2 separate regions of the Rattus norvegicus genome follow, and region 1 is linked to region 2. Evidence: chromatin contacts called from public Hi-C data. All regions are on one chromosome and are shown on one strand. Each heading gives the region's core, a stretch centred on a gene start, on an enhancer-like site or on the middle of the called end of the contact. The rest is flanking DNA. Distances are from core to core; before and after follow the strand shown.

Region 1 (6,696 bases), core at 86-2,585, 93 kb after region 2:
TTCCACTAAGGCCTGACACCAAAACCGGGATACCCCGGAGCAGCCCTGCGTCGCTTGAAAAATTCTACTCAATCCAGCATCGGAAAGCCAACATTGGCAGGGAATGAGGCCACCTGCGCCAAGGGGAGGGGACGTGGGGACGTGTGCATGGGGTAGCATAGGGTAGGAGTGAGGCACAAAAAACCTAGGGGGTCACCAAAGAAGAGCACCGCAACCCTGCGGTGCAAGGTGCCAAAGACTGGGCCCCAGAGCATACCCGAGCTGGTGGTCCGGGAGGGTTCATGGCTGGGGAAGACTGGCAGAAGATGGGGGAGGGGTCCCAAAGAGCGGCCGGGGAAGCTTCCCAGGGAAAGAACCACGGGGACAGGGGGCTCTGCCCCAAGGAGCGCAGGCTGCCAGTGCCCCACACGCGCCGCGTCACTCACCGGCAGGTCCACGCTCACTTCGGTTCCGTCGAGCAGGAAGACACGGCAGTAAAGGGTGGCCTTGGCAGCTCCCGAGGCGGAGATGTGCACAGCCGCGCCGCCGGTGAGCAGGGGCCCGCCGCCGGCCGGGAACACGCTACCCCCGGGCGCGGCGGGCAGCACGGAGGAGCTGGCGGCGGCGGCCGGGCCCCCTCGCGGCCCCCCGTCGCGCTCGTCCCCCAGCCCGGCGGCCCCGCGCCCCGCCGCGCCCCGCGCGTAGCGCTGCATGGAGCGGCGGCCAAAGGTCCGGCGCAGGAACCGCAGCATCCTGGCCGGGGGCGCCCCCTGCCTCCGCCCCCTGCGCTGCCGCTGCGCCGCCGCCCGGGAGCGCCTGGCGCCGCCGTCAGTGCCCGCCGCGCCGCGCCGCGCCGCCTCCCGCGGGCTGCGGCCCGGGGCTCGCTCCCGCCCCAGCCGAGGCCGAGGCCGCGCTCCGGCCGCCCGGGGAACGCGTCGGCCGGGCCAGCGCCCGCCGAGAGTAGCGGCGCGGGAGAGAGCGCGCACGGGCGGCCCGGGGGACCGTCCCGCTCTTGTCGCCGCTGTCGCCGCTGCGCGCTTGGGGCAGTCAGTCGGTGCGGGCTGCTGCGTGGCCGCTGCCCCGCGAAGAGCGCCGCGGGGGGACCCGGCTGCGGGCTGCTCCCGCGCCGCGCGCCGGCCGAGGGCCAGCCGGAGCAAAGCGCCTGCGTGCTCCCGGCGCGCTCGCTCCCACTCGCGCCGCGCCCGGCCCGAGGAGGCCCCCGCCGAGCGCCCGCTCCCGGGGCGCCTTTTCCTGCGCCCGCAGCCCCCGCCTCCCACCTGGGAGGGCTGCACCTCCAGCCGCCGCCGCCGGCACTGCAGCACGCCCTCCTCCCCCGGGGCTGCGCCGGGCCTGTGCTGCCCCCTGCCGGCCCGAGCGCCCCCTGCTGCTGTAGGTGCGCTCACGTGCGTACACGTAGGTGAGCACACACGTGTTTCCGGGCGCGCAGGACCCCCGAGAAGTCCGAGAGTTTCCCCTCCTTGACCAGATGAAGAAAATAAGGCTGCCTCCTTCCAGAAAATGCTTACCCCTGGGGCAAAGAAAAGCGCGTCTCTTTCTGAAAGCAAAAAACCAAAACACCAACGGTACTCAGTTTCCCCTTCTGCAGAAGAAGTGGAGTAGACCTAGGTCCTTGCCACTTAATGAAACTATCTCTTTAACATCTCAGCCCTGGCTGGGGCTTTAACCTTGCAGTCCAATGAACCCGTTCCAAACAAGAAAATTGAGGCCGGTGAGGAAGGGGAAGTACTTTTCCGTACTCCTTAGGAGACACTTTGCTTCAAGGACCTCGCCCATGCCCAGAGTTAAGGCAAGGGCCTGCATAAACAATTGCTACTGAGAAGGTTGGTCAAGGTTGGACAGACTTCTGGGAAGCGAAGTAGAACATGAGAATGAATTGCATAGGGCACATGGAGGAAACTGGAGACAGCGATTTGCTAACTGGAGGCAGCGAATTGCTAACGAGCAATACCCACAGGTTCGGTGTTTGCCCACAGACAAGAGGGTTGTCCTGTGCTCCAGAATGAGGAATGTGGGAAATGAGGCTGAAAGGAGGCCAGGCCTTTGGGGAGAATAACACTACTGTTTATCAGGCCCTAATTTTGTGCCAGACATTACACTAAGCCCTTTCCATATGTCTTAATTTAGCCTGTTAGCGTACAGGTTATTATCTCGATTGCACAAAGGAAGAAACCAAGCTTTAGAGACTGCCATACGATTCATTGATTGGGCTCCAGAGCTATTGATGGAGGACAGAACACGACTGTTACATGCAAATGTAACAGTTTAAGAGAGAGTTGGGGAAGCAGTGATCTCAGCAGGACGCACAGAGAAGACAAGGAATCATTCCAAAACAGACATTTATTGAAGACCAGGCATTGTCTTAGATTCCACCGTCTCCATCTTCATTAATCCCCATTCTAACTCTCCGAGACAGTTCTATGTATTCCCACTCACTTAGATGGATTTGGGAGCTTAGGTATGTAACATGCTTGCCCAAGGTCTGAGAGCTGCCCTGCATTCATTCTATGATCTTATGAGGACCACCCATGTGATAGTTTACTCTGTAGAATAGCATCTACAATAAACCCACTCTGCTCTTACCCCCACAAGATTTACCAGATGCTATGTACAATTGGTGTAGCCCAAGTCAGCTGACTAGTTTCTAAGGATATCCCAGGAACACGCAGAAAAGTCACTTGAAGATGTCCACCTATGCATTTTGCATTTGCATGATTGTGTTTCCTGTGTGTAGCAAAGGCGGGAAGGGGTTGTTCTATGTGTGAGTTAAAAAGGTTGAGGGGAGAATTAACTCACTGTTATAGCCAGTAGAATTAAATGAGACTTTTTTAGAGACTGGAGAAACAACAACTGTCAAAATCAAGGTGTAGAAGCTAAGGGAGGCACGCACCAGCTAGAACACTGGTTCTCAACCTGTGGGTCACAACCCCCTTGGGGTTGCATATCACATATCTTGTATATCAGATATCTTGTATATCAGATATTTACATTACAATTCATAACAGCAACATAATTACAATTATGACGCAGCAATGAAAATAAGCTTATGGTTGGGGTCACCACAACATGAGGAACTGTATTAAAGGGCTGCAGCATTAGGAAGGTTGAGGACCACTGCTTAGAAGCAAGAAAGGTAAAGAAAGGGTGAGTTATGCCCTAGAGAGTCTAGAAGGGACGAAGCACTGGCTTTAGCCTGTAAGATCCACCTCAGCCTCCAGCAAGGCAAAATAACGCTTGCAGGTTGTTTTAAGCCACTGCATCTGTGGTTCCTTACATCAGCCAAGTAGGAAGTCAGGCAGGCGCGCTAAGCACGATGTCACTTTGGAGAATCACAGCTTTCAGAGCTGTTCGTCTTGCGTGCACCGTCTGAGTGTGTGGCTATGCAGAGCTTCTCTCCTGTTGGGCTCCAGGCTCCATTAAGAGATGTTTTCTTTTTCGTCTGTGCATCCTAGCCCCTGCTGGGAAGTAGTAAGCACTCAACAAATGCTTATTGAATGTCCACAGGATCCCACTTCCTCTTCCTAGTGGTTCTGTAGGGTACATGTTATTTCCTCTTAGAGATGAGGAAAATGAAGGTTATCGACCTTAGATCCCCACACTCATGACTCCGCTCAGACTCGATGGTAGTGATCAATGGCTACTGACAGTGACGTGCTGAATTGCACGGGGATTCCTATGTCAGGCCCTACTCCCTAATGGATCTCGTCTCCAGGCATCGCTAACAATGGTTCTTGTCACTAACATTTCAACCTCACAGTTTAAACATTTAATGAGCAACCTTGGGCTTCAGGGTTACAGGACTGTATGTTCCAACAGCTGCCCGTTTGCAGCTGTCGTCTTCGGACCCTAAAGTCCCTAACTGTTTTATCCAAAGCCTGTAACTAGCCCCTCAGAGATTTTAACAGTCTTGTCTTAGACCCTGTGTATGAGTAACGTGAGTCAGCCAGAGCTGCCTGCCTATGATTGCATTGGTTTTCTTTATCTACCGGTGTAGAAGTGTTTGTGCGTGCACGTGTATACCGTATGCCGAAGCCAGAGGTCGATGGTGGTTGTTTTCCTCGATCACTCTCTACCTGGTTTTCTGAGATGAATTATCTGACTGAACCGGAAGCTCACTGATTCGGATAGACTGAGTCACCAGTAAGTCCCAGCTATCCGGCCTTCTCAACTCCCCCAGCACTTGGATTACTTGGCTTTTGTATGGCTTCCAGGGATTAAACTCAGGTCCTCGTGCTGTGTGACAAGCGCTTTACCAAGTATCTCCTCTGCTCCCAGTGCATCACACTTCAATGACATTTTTGGTCCTTAAACTACTTTTAGAACCCTGGTGCTATGAATCTGAATGTCTGGGTCCTTTCAAAACCCACGAGGCGGGGCCTTTGTGAGGTTATTAAGTTGTGAGGACTCTGCTTCCCTGAGTAAAATTAGGGCTTTGTAAAAGACTCTCTTGCCCTTTAGGCCATGGGAGGGCACAGCTAGGTTTCACCTGTAGAACAGAGAAGAGGCCCTCACCAAACACCTGGGCTGTTGATGACTTCGTCTTGAACTCCTCACCTCCCTGATACTACGAAATAAATTGTGACATGTATGAAGCCAGGTTGTGCTATTTGCTTGGACCCAGACACCAGTATTTCTCTTGTCTAGACCACCTCGGCCGAACCTCAGGAGAGGCTATGCTAACTTCCTCTCCTGGATTATAGCAGTGACTTCATCTTAACTGTACGGCAGGGGTCCTCAACCTTCCTAAGGCTGCCACCCTTTAATACATCTCCTCATGTTGTGGTGACCCCCAACCATAAATTATTTCCATTACTACTTCATAACTGTAATTTTCCTACTGTTACAAATCCTAATATAAATATCTATGATTTATGATGGCATTAGGAGGCCTCTGAACAGGGCCATTGGACACCCTCAAAGGAGTTGTGACCCACAGCTGAGAAACATTGGTTCATCCAGAATAGAACCCATAGCACCTGGCTCCTGGCCATCTACATTTTACAGTTCATTCATTGCCTCTCTGCCCAGGACCTCAGCTCACAAGATGGCACTTCCCTTCTTTGCTCAGAAGTTTTGTGCTGTTAACAAACCTTGGTATTTCCCCCTTCGGTGTAATCAAGTCATTAGTTAACTAACCTTTCGCCTTTTTTGTAAAGCTTGTCTAGAAATGTACCATTTGACCCAATCCTTTGTTTCCTGGATTAAGGCTCAATACACTTGTGCCTGAATCCTGAGGGACTTCTTTCCCTCCCCCAAAGAACAATAGCACTTTAATCTAGGTCCCTACTTCTTCCTTTGTAATTTTATTCTTTCTATAGCATTCCTTGAGGTTAATACATAATACAAAATCTTTTTGCAAATGTTGCATACATGTCAGCTTATTCTTTCATGGATGTGTACATTCTAACACATGCTAGAAATCCACTGTAGATGTCATTCCTTAGACACTGTCCACTTGAAACACTGTCTCACTGTCCTGTGGCTTTTTGATTGGGCCAGGTTGGTGGCCATGAAGCCAAGGGATCTGCCTCCCTACCTCCCCAGTACTGAAGTTACAATCACTTACTACCACTGCTGGCTTTTTAAATTTTCTTTAATGTGGGGTCTGGAAATCAAACCCAGGTCCCGTGCTTGCAATACAAGCAAGACCTTTACCAACTGAGCTCTCGCCCCAGCTCCCACAGGACAGCTTAACCTTTCACAGATGTACAGCCGTGGTTTCGACAGAAGCTGATGTCTGTTTTCCTTCTTTGAGTTACCATATAGAACCATTCTGTCAAAGACTTAAAAGTTTAGAATGCTGGTTCTCAACCTTCCTAATGCTGCCACCCTTTAATACGGTTCCTCGTGCTGTGGTGACCCCCAACCATAAAATTATTTCCTTGCTGCTTCATAACTGTAATTTTGCTAGTTATGAATTGTAATATAAATATCTGATAGGCAAGATATCTCTGGGGATGGGGCATGACCCAAAGTCTAGAAGGAGTTGACCCCATCCATCTTCTGCCTCAGGTATGGGAACACATGGACAGGCATGGCCAATCACTGGACTGCATCCTCCCAGAGCCCTGTCACTGGCTCAGGAATACGCAGGACAGTGGAAATCAGCTCGGAAGTTCAGGCAACAATTCCTTTCCATTGAAATTGCTGAAACATGTGTTGGCTTTGCACCGCTTCTTTTTTTTTTTCGGAGCTGGGGACCGAACCCAGGGCCTTGTGCTTCCTAGGCAAGCACTCTACCACTGAGCTAAATCCCCAACCCCTGCACCGCTTCTTATAGGCCCAGTTTGACATCATATAGAGAAATCCTGAGGGTGGTGTCAACACACAGAGAGGCAGAGTCAAGAGACACGGGAAACACAGATTTCTGATGACAGTTTGTTCTAAGTACCAAGGTTTGGCTATTGTCTGAAGCTTGATCTACCGCCTGCAGTACAAGTTTGAAGAAAAAGAAAATGGTAGTGTAATATATAAATATATAAATGTACAAATATATAAATCACATAGCACAATCTAAGGGCAGAATCAAGATTGGGATGATTTCCCCAGTTCTGGGTCTTCGCTTTGTGCCTCTATTCTCTCGAGACATAAACATGACTTCAAATATACCTTCAGTTTGTTCATACTTTGAAGGACTTGGCCCCAGGCAAATAATTAACAACTCCCACCCCTGAATTTCGAAGAGCTAAATGAGCAGTT
Region 2 (7,589 bases), core at 2,269-4,768:
CATGCTTCTTGCCGTGATGATAATGGACTGAACCTCTGAAAGTGTAAGCCAGCCCGGAGTAGATATTTTCCTTTATAAGAGTTATTAGTGGCCTCAGTTTCTCTTTACAGCACTAAAACCCCAACTAAGACAGCATCCAAGAGAATTTTTCCTTCTTGGTTTCTTTAGTCTTTTCTCTGCTTTCAATTCTGTTTCCCACTGTCGCTGCTTTAAGTAAAATCTTCCTTCTGGAGGGCAGCAGCAGAAACACACTTCCCCCAGTGGCTGTTTTAAGAGACCCCAATACACAGCAACCCTTAAGGGGCCTTATTACTAGAGTGTAAATAAATAAATAAGTACTCTACACAGCCCGTCCCTTACCATCCCAGCTACCCTGAGCCACGGGAGAACCGGCCATGAGCTGGGAAGGATATTTTTCCAATCCTCAGACAGCATCCAGTTCACTGAACAGATGAAATTAAAACATGATTCATTCCAAGTAAAGTTCAGGTTAGATGGATAAAATATACAAAGGGTGGAGGGCGGGCTGTCAACACTGTAATTATAGGACACACCACTGTGGGCCGAAACCTGCATATGTGTTTCTGAGGTGACAGAAACAAGCAGGAGTCTGTGTTGGTGTTCATTAGTGCACAAAAATCTCAAAAAAAAAAAAAAAAGCCTCTGTCCCTTGCCCAGTTTTCACAGGCTCTTTAGCAGTGTCTCTATGAGGCATCCTTAGCCTTTGAGGCCAGACACTGGCTGGGTTTCAGGGCTTTCAGCTTAATTGCTTTTATTACACACACAATGTTCATCGTTCGCCAGGGAAGGAGGCTGGCTGGGTCATTAGCACAGCAACTCTTGCTAATGGGGTCTTCGCCACCAAAAAAGGATGCTCAAGCCATCCCTTCAGGCAGGGAGTGATTAGGTGGGTTTCTGTAGGGTGTGACTCTAACTATTCTAACCCCTTTGAGTGGGTTGCCTAGACAACTATTGTGGTGTTTTTAAAAGCTGCAGTCTTCTCTCCATTAAAACCACTCACCGCCTGGGGATGCACCTGCGATTTTGGATCGGATCTATCAGAAATATAATCATAACTACAAGGAGGTCCTTCCTTGGTCAAATGCACAGGTAGGTCACTGCATCTGAGTGCATGGGAGTCTGAGTAGAAAGCTTTCAACAGAAACCTTAGCAGGAAAGGAAGCGCAGACACTAGAAATCAATTCCCTAATCTCAGCTATTTTTATCTTGTCTGTGTCCCCCATCAGCTCTCCAGGGTGGCAGCATGTTGATGGTCATCTGAATGTCTGGAAATCAATTTCAAGAAAGGTCTAGTGACGATTATAAAAAATGCTAAGAGGGCATGTTTAACAATGATTAAGCACCCCAAACATGTGCACAAGTACATACTTGCGTGTACATGCATGTCTGCAAATGCGTGTGTATGCATGTGCTAGCTGGCCAGCAAACCTCAGGGATCCGCTTGCTTCCACCTCCCTATTACAAGCATGTACCACCATGCTCGCCTTTTTCATATGAGTCTGGGAATCCAAACTTAGGTCTTGGTGTGCGCCTGGCAAGCACTTTATAACTGATCTTGATAAAAGAGCCTGAAAGGACAGATGATTCAGAGGGTCACAGAAAATCAAGTTCACATATTCAAGGCCAGCCTAAGCTTAGGGAGTTTGAGGCCATCATTGCTATGTAGTAAGATTAAACCTCAAAATAAATAAAAAAATAAACAGTGGACGGGGTGCAACCTTGCTCACTGAGAAATACATTAAAGACAGATATTCTGGCCTTTATCCATTGGACTAACAGAAATGGTTAAAAGCTAGCAGCAGCTCTGTGAGCATTCGTCCCTCTGTCATCACACCTATATGTGGAGGGAACAAGCACATGACGTCTCCTTAGGGGGAAGAGCAACATAAAAGTGCTCAAATTATAATGCTCACACCGTTTGGCTTAGCAAGTGTACTCCCTGGGGAATCATTCTATAGTGTTCATTTGTTCAAGCGCACAAACAGAATGCCTACCATACAATTATCGTCGACAGCTGACGCAGCCTGCGTGTCTGTCAGTTTTGACTGGTTAAGTAAACACATGTGCTTCTTTACATGTAACTGGCTTGAGATTGACAAGAGACGCAGCCCAGAACTAGGAAGCTGAGAAAGAAAAAGGAAGTCACGGAGATAGTTAAGAGTCTTAAAATTGTTTGTTGTGTGTGTCTTTGTGCTATGCATGAATGTAACACAGCATCCGTGTGGAGGTTCGAGGACAATCTCGGGTCAGTCTATACCTTCCGCCTTGAGATGGGGTCTCATTAGTTTCTGTGGCACATGAAAGGTTACTTAGCCAGCAAGCCTCTAGGGATTCTCCCATCTCTGCCTCCCACCTCGACATAGGAGCACCGGAAGAATTATATATGTATGCTACTATGTTTGGCTTTCTATGCCTCCAGAGATCAATGTAGAGAGCGGCGCGGCGAAACAAAGATGGCGCCAACATCCAGCCTTGTCTGGATATAAACGACTTACTGCGCATGTGCAGGGTTGTCCCCTTGCTAGGGCTCCCTCTAGTGGTGAACAGCGGTACTGCACATGTGCGGTTTATGCACCAGGTGTCAGTTGACCGTTAATATGCTAATGAGGTGATTCATTCTCCGCCAATCACTGGAGGACAAGTAGTGGGGTGATCCAAGCCCCACCAATCCCTGAGAGATAATTAGCATACTGTTGTCTATATAAGCCGAGCGATTTTGCTGCTCGGGGTCCCTGTTCAGAAGAGCTGTAACACAGTAAAGGTTTGCTCGCAGAAGAATCCTGTTGCCGCGCATCGTTCTTGCTGGCGGGACATTGGGCGCGAGACAGATCAAAACTGAAGTCTTTATTATTACATGGCAAGCACTTTATCCACTGAACCATCACCCTAGTCATTGAGTTTTTACCAAACATTGTGCATTTGTTTAAAAAAAACCCACAATGGATCCCTTTATTACCAGGTTTGTGTGTGAGTTGAGTGAGTGTGTGTGTGTGTGTGTGTGTGTGTGTGTGTGTGTGCGCGCGCGTGGGCACAGCTGCACAAGGGCACACTGTGTGTACATGTGTGTGAAAGCCAGAGGTCAATGTTGGGTGTCTGCCCCAATTGCTCTCCACCTAATTGTTAAGTCTTTCACTGACCCTGGAGCTCACTGACACAGCCAGGCTGGCTGGACGGTGACTGCTCCAGAAACCCTCCTCCTCCTCCCACCCCCAGCACTTGGTTCCAGACCGGCCCCACTGAGTTCTGCTTTTACATGGGTACACAGGATCCCAACACAGCTTGTCATGTTTGCATGACAGGCAATTTACCAACTGAGCCATCCCCTCGGCTCCCTTATGACTCTCTGTTCAGTATACTAACAGGGCAAAACTTTCTCTGCTTTGTCTGAGATAAAACCCTGAACTAGATAACTCAGGAACGACACAGACACTCTAAACTCAGCAAACTTTCAAGACCTACTGGAGCAGTGGAATGCGTTCTGAGCCCTCACCTACCCTTCACCCCGTGTCAGCTTTGCCAATTACAACAGCATTGTTGGCAAACACTGTGCCTGGCAGTCATCCCCGGGGACTCGGAGACAGAAATATCATTTCTATTTCTCCTTTTATCCCTCCTCAAAAGATCCCCATGGTATTTCTGCTCTTACCCTGGCTGTTTCAAAGAGAGGTATCTTTCTGCACTGTGAACTGTCTTTTATTTTATCTCTCCTCTAGAACCAGGCATCCCTCTCTGTTGCTAAACTTGGAACACACAGTTCCCCCTTTGGCCCAGGAGACATACCATTTCTTGTGCTAGACACTATCTTTGGTCTTTTTCTGTTCGCATGGACTGCCAAGGTGTTACTGTTCAAAACTTACTGAAAATTGCAAGCAGATAGCCTTAGACACTGTGTCCAACACCTTGATGAAATATTATTTCTGTGTGTGTGGGGGGGGTGGGCAGAGATATCAGAGGTGTTATAAATGTACGATTGCAAGTTGTGTGTTGAGGCCAGAGTAAAGGACAGAAGTCATCTATTGTATTTTTAACCTTGGTTTTGGAGACAGCGTTTCTCATTGAACTTGAACTCACCAGTTTAACTGGCTGTCCAATGAGCCACGAAGATCTGTCTCTGTCCCGCCCCCGCCCCAGGACTGTTACAGATCTGCACCGCGTCCAGCTTTCTACATACAAGGTGTATTCCATTGGTCAACTGTCTGTGTCATTTGAGCTCACTAACAGGCTCTGGAAACAGAGCTGCCCCCTCCCATCCCAGACCTGAGCGAGTTTGTCTTAAAGTATCCTCTGAGGCATGTTGTCAAGGAATGGGCTGTACCTCTCTTGGCTCTGTAACAGGGAGGAAAGAGAACAGCGAAACGTCCCAAGAGTAAAGACACGGTATCCTTGGGAAAAGCTAGAAGACAAATTACGTCCAAAAGATGTTACTATTCTTGGCCCCACGATGTGAAAGATGCCTACAGTGGAAAAAGAGAAGCCAGGAGTTGCTCAGTAGGGAGTTCACCGAGGAAAGCTCCATCAGGACCCCAGCTGTCTCAATTTCCCCAAGCATCCTTCCGTTGCTACCTGGATCTGGAGGTGACACTTGCCAGGGACAGTCTCTCTTGGGACCTCCAGCTGGCTGCCTTAGGTGATCTCCCCAGCTGGCGTGTATTACATGTTTGTAAGCCCTTGGTGTGATGATGCTATTTTTCTGTTCTTTGTTCTCTCTCCTGGAAGCCTCACTGGAGGAGACTATTAGGATCTCCGGCTGCAGGCCTCCATGAGGCTTCCCCAGTTGGTTTCTGCTGGGTAGTTTTAGCCTGGAGTTTGTATTTCGCCCTCTACTCACTGTTTCTACCTTTCGGTCACTCGTTATTCTACTTTTGAGTGCTATATATGTGCTCAATAAACTCACTCATTTGGAAGGCAAAGAATGGCTATCATAGACCTCCTTCCAGGCCATGAACCTGGGTGGGTGCCATCAATCCAAACTCAAGTCTTCAAGCTCACGAAACAGGCACTTTACTGACAGAGCGGAGCCATCTCCCCAGACCTGATTTCAGTCCCCTAACAAAATATTGTTATTTCTTTTTGGAATGAGGAAAATGAGACTAATGGGAAAACCTGGCAAAGGTCACATGGCTGGTGGCGAAGCTGAGGTTCAAAGTGCATGATTCCAAAGTTCCCACATTTTACCTCTCCAGAGACCTGTAAACCCATTTCCCCAGGACGACCAGAATGTCACACGGCGGGCCTCCAGTCTGTCTTGAAATGTCCCGTCATCGAGCTTCTGTGATCCTGCACCTGTTTCCCAAAATGGGCTTTCACTCTGAGACAGGTCCTTAGATGGCTGTGGTCACCCTTGTCTAGTGGCTGGACATCCCCAGAACCCAGTCTCTGGAGGGCAGAGCAATGATTGGGAGATGGTCTGACAGACCAAGGGGTGATGGTGATCATTATTAAAGCTACACGAGGAACCATTAGCATCCAAGTTCCCCTGCTCTCCTGTTTAGAAGTGGCAACACACAACCAGGCAGACTTAGCTACTTCTTGAAGTGCTAAGGATTCAACCCCGAGCCTTGACCATACTAGACGAGTACTAACTACTAATCACATCCCAGGGTTCCACTCACTCACTCTTTAAGCATTGCAGCTCCTTAAATTTTATATATATTCCCTCCCGCTTGCCACCAGTGTGACCCGTCAAACCAAGACTTGGCACTAACCAAGAGAAGCTTCCACCCCCGTTCACTCCCCACTCCTGTGGTGATGGTGAAAACCTGGCACTCATGCCTTTAATCCCAGCACTCAGGAAGCAGAGGCAGGTGACTCTCGATGAGTTTGAGGCCAGCTTGGTCTGCATAAGAGTTCCAGGACAGGCAGTCTATGTAGAGAAACTTGATCTTTTAAATTAAAAAAAAAAAAAAAAAAGGCTTCCAGCAACTATTTAAATAGAGCCCGGCATTTAAAAAGAAGTTTGTTTCTGTAAACATTTTAATGCCACGTGTATGCAGGTACCCATGGAGACCAGAACAGGGCACTGGATCCTTTGGAATTGGTGTTAGAGGCAGTTGTTGACTGCTCAAGACGGGTGCTGGAAACCAAATCTGGGTCCTCTAAGAAGCAGCAAGAATTCTTAAGCACTAAACCATCTCCGTAGGACCAAAGCTCAACATTTCTGAATAAATAAATTGTCTGAGCTATCATTTGGTTCCTAATTTGAAGAGAAGTAGGCCTATTTGCAGAATTATTGATTTCTTCTGGCCTAGGCTCAGCTGAGTGCCAGTTTCAGGTCTGTTTGCCTTTTAGACACCCCAGGGGCTCCTTAAAACTGTGCCAGTTTTCCTTAACAACAGGCTTTTCTCTGTCTGACCCCCCCCCCCCCCCCCCCCGCCCCAGACCCCCTGGCCTGTGTTTGCTCACTGCCTCCCGGTGGGAGATGCAGAAGCCAGGCATCCTGGGCCAATTTGTGGTATTTACCTGAGCACCTGGGAAACTTGGCCAGTCAGGCAATCGACTTAAGAGCTTGGTTTAAGAACTATTGATCTAAAAAGATCAATATGGCTGCTCAGAGAGTTCTTTGATGAACTCAGAGTTTAAAGAATTAGGTAAAAGCTGCAAAGTCAAAGGCACCAAACAGGCTGGCTCTGCTATTTGTCACATCTCAGGCTGGACCCGGGAGGCTGCAGTCACTGACCTGGAAGGACAGTGGGTGGTTTTAACAGGCAAGAGAATCAGAAGGGACCCCCAAGCCCTGTCCCCACTCCACCTTTGCCGCTAAAGAGAAGCAGCCCCTGCAGGAATGTTTGAGCAATGGAGCACACAGTTCTGAAGGCAGGCTAGAACCAACCTGCGGACTTTCAAGACTGCCGTAGCAAACATGAGCTACATTGGCTCACTGTGAGATGGTCAGAGGGGCCACGGAGATGTGGGGACTAGCTAAGCTTGTTAATTTTAAAACCAGAGTTAAGTTCATTAGTTGTGTGGGAAAGTGACTTTGATGTTGCTTGCAGTTGATGGTTAAAACAAAACAAAACAAAAACAAAACAAAACAACAACAAAAAAACCCAAAAAAACAAATGAATTGCTGGGAAGATGTGGGACATCTCCCACAATGCATTTCTGCTCCTTTGAAAATGGAGACTGAGTGGAGTTAAGTAGCTGTAGATATAGGCTACAGGATCAGAGTGGAATGAGGCAAGGGTCACTAGACAACTAGGGGGTACACGTGGAGGTTATGGTCGTTCTGGTTATAGATGGAGTTCCTAGCCCCAGATGTGTGTAGGCAGTCACTAGCCCACAGATGACAGGGATGGCAGAGGAGACAGAGTTACCACAGGTGACAGGGATGACTGTGCAGTGCCACTAGGCTGTTGGCAGTTCCCTAGTGAGCTGCTAGACCTCAATGAAGTGAACTGCACTACGGTCTAATAGTCGCTGAGATGTGGGTCAACAGGGTGAGGACAGCCATGAGGCACGAGAGCCCAGCGGCTGGCACTTACCTGGTTTATGACATGTAGGTACTGGGTGACTGAACCCCATCAGTAACAACACGCTATCACCCACTTTTCAGAATGGTCAGGAAGACA

What was found. Hi-C and Micro-C count contacts between places; a contact is called where the count stands out from the background.
Region 1: a Hi-C map of hepatocytes shows a contact between it and region 2, with 2.3 times the contacts expected there. The contact joins the promoter of Epb41l4b here to the enhancer-like site in region 2. A contact is called at or near these places in 8 of 12 Hi-C or Micro-C datasets (Schwann cells, frontal cortex, hepatocytes and 4 more).

Annotation. Positions count from the first base shown.
Region 1 is chr5:76,646,417-76,653,112 of GRCr8, forward strand. It overlaps Epb41l4b (erythrocyte membrane protein band 4.1 like 4B), which reads right to left and starts at 1,336. Exons shown (of 25, transcript NM_001401792.1): 1 at 426-1,336. The coding sequence starts at 731.
Region 2 is chr5:76,551,228-76,558,816 of GRCr8, forward strand. The region is part of intron 15 of Epb41l4b (erythrocyte membrane protein band 4.1 like 4B); the gene reads right to left. Among named protein-coding and RNA genes, the nearest start is that of Frrs1l, 70 kb to the left of the region's middle. Within about 2 kb of position 3,519, at least 8 of the 93 cell types and tissues checked have an H3K27ac peak or open chromatin away from gene starts, as enhancers often do. A contact at or near this core is called in Schwann cells, hepatocytes and liver, where this site is marked.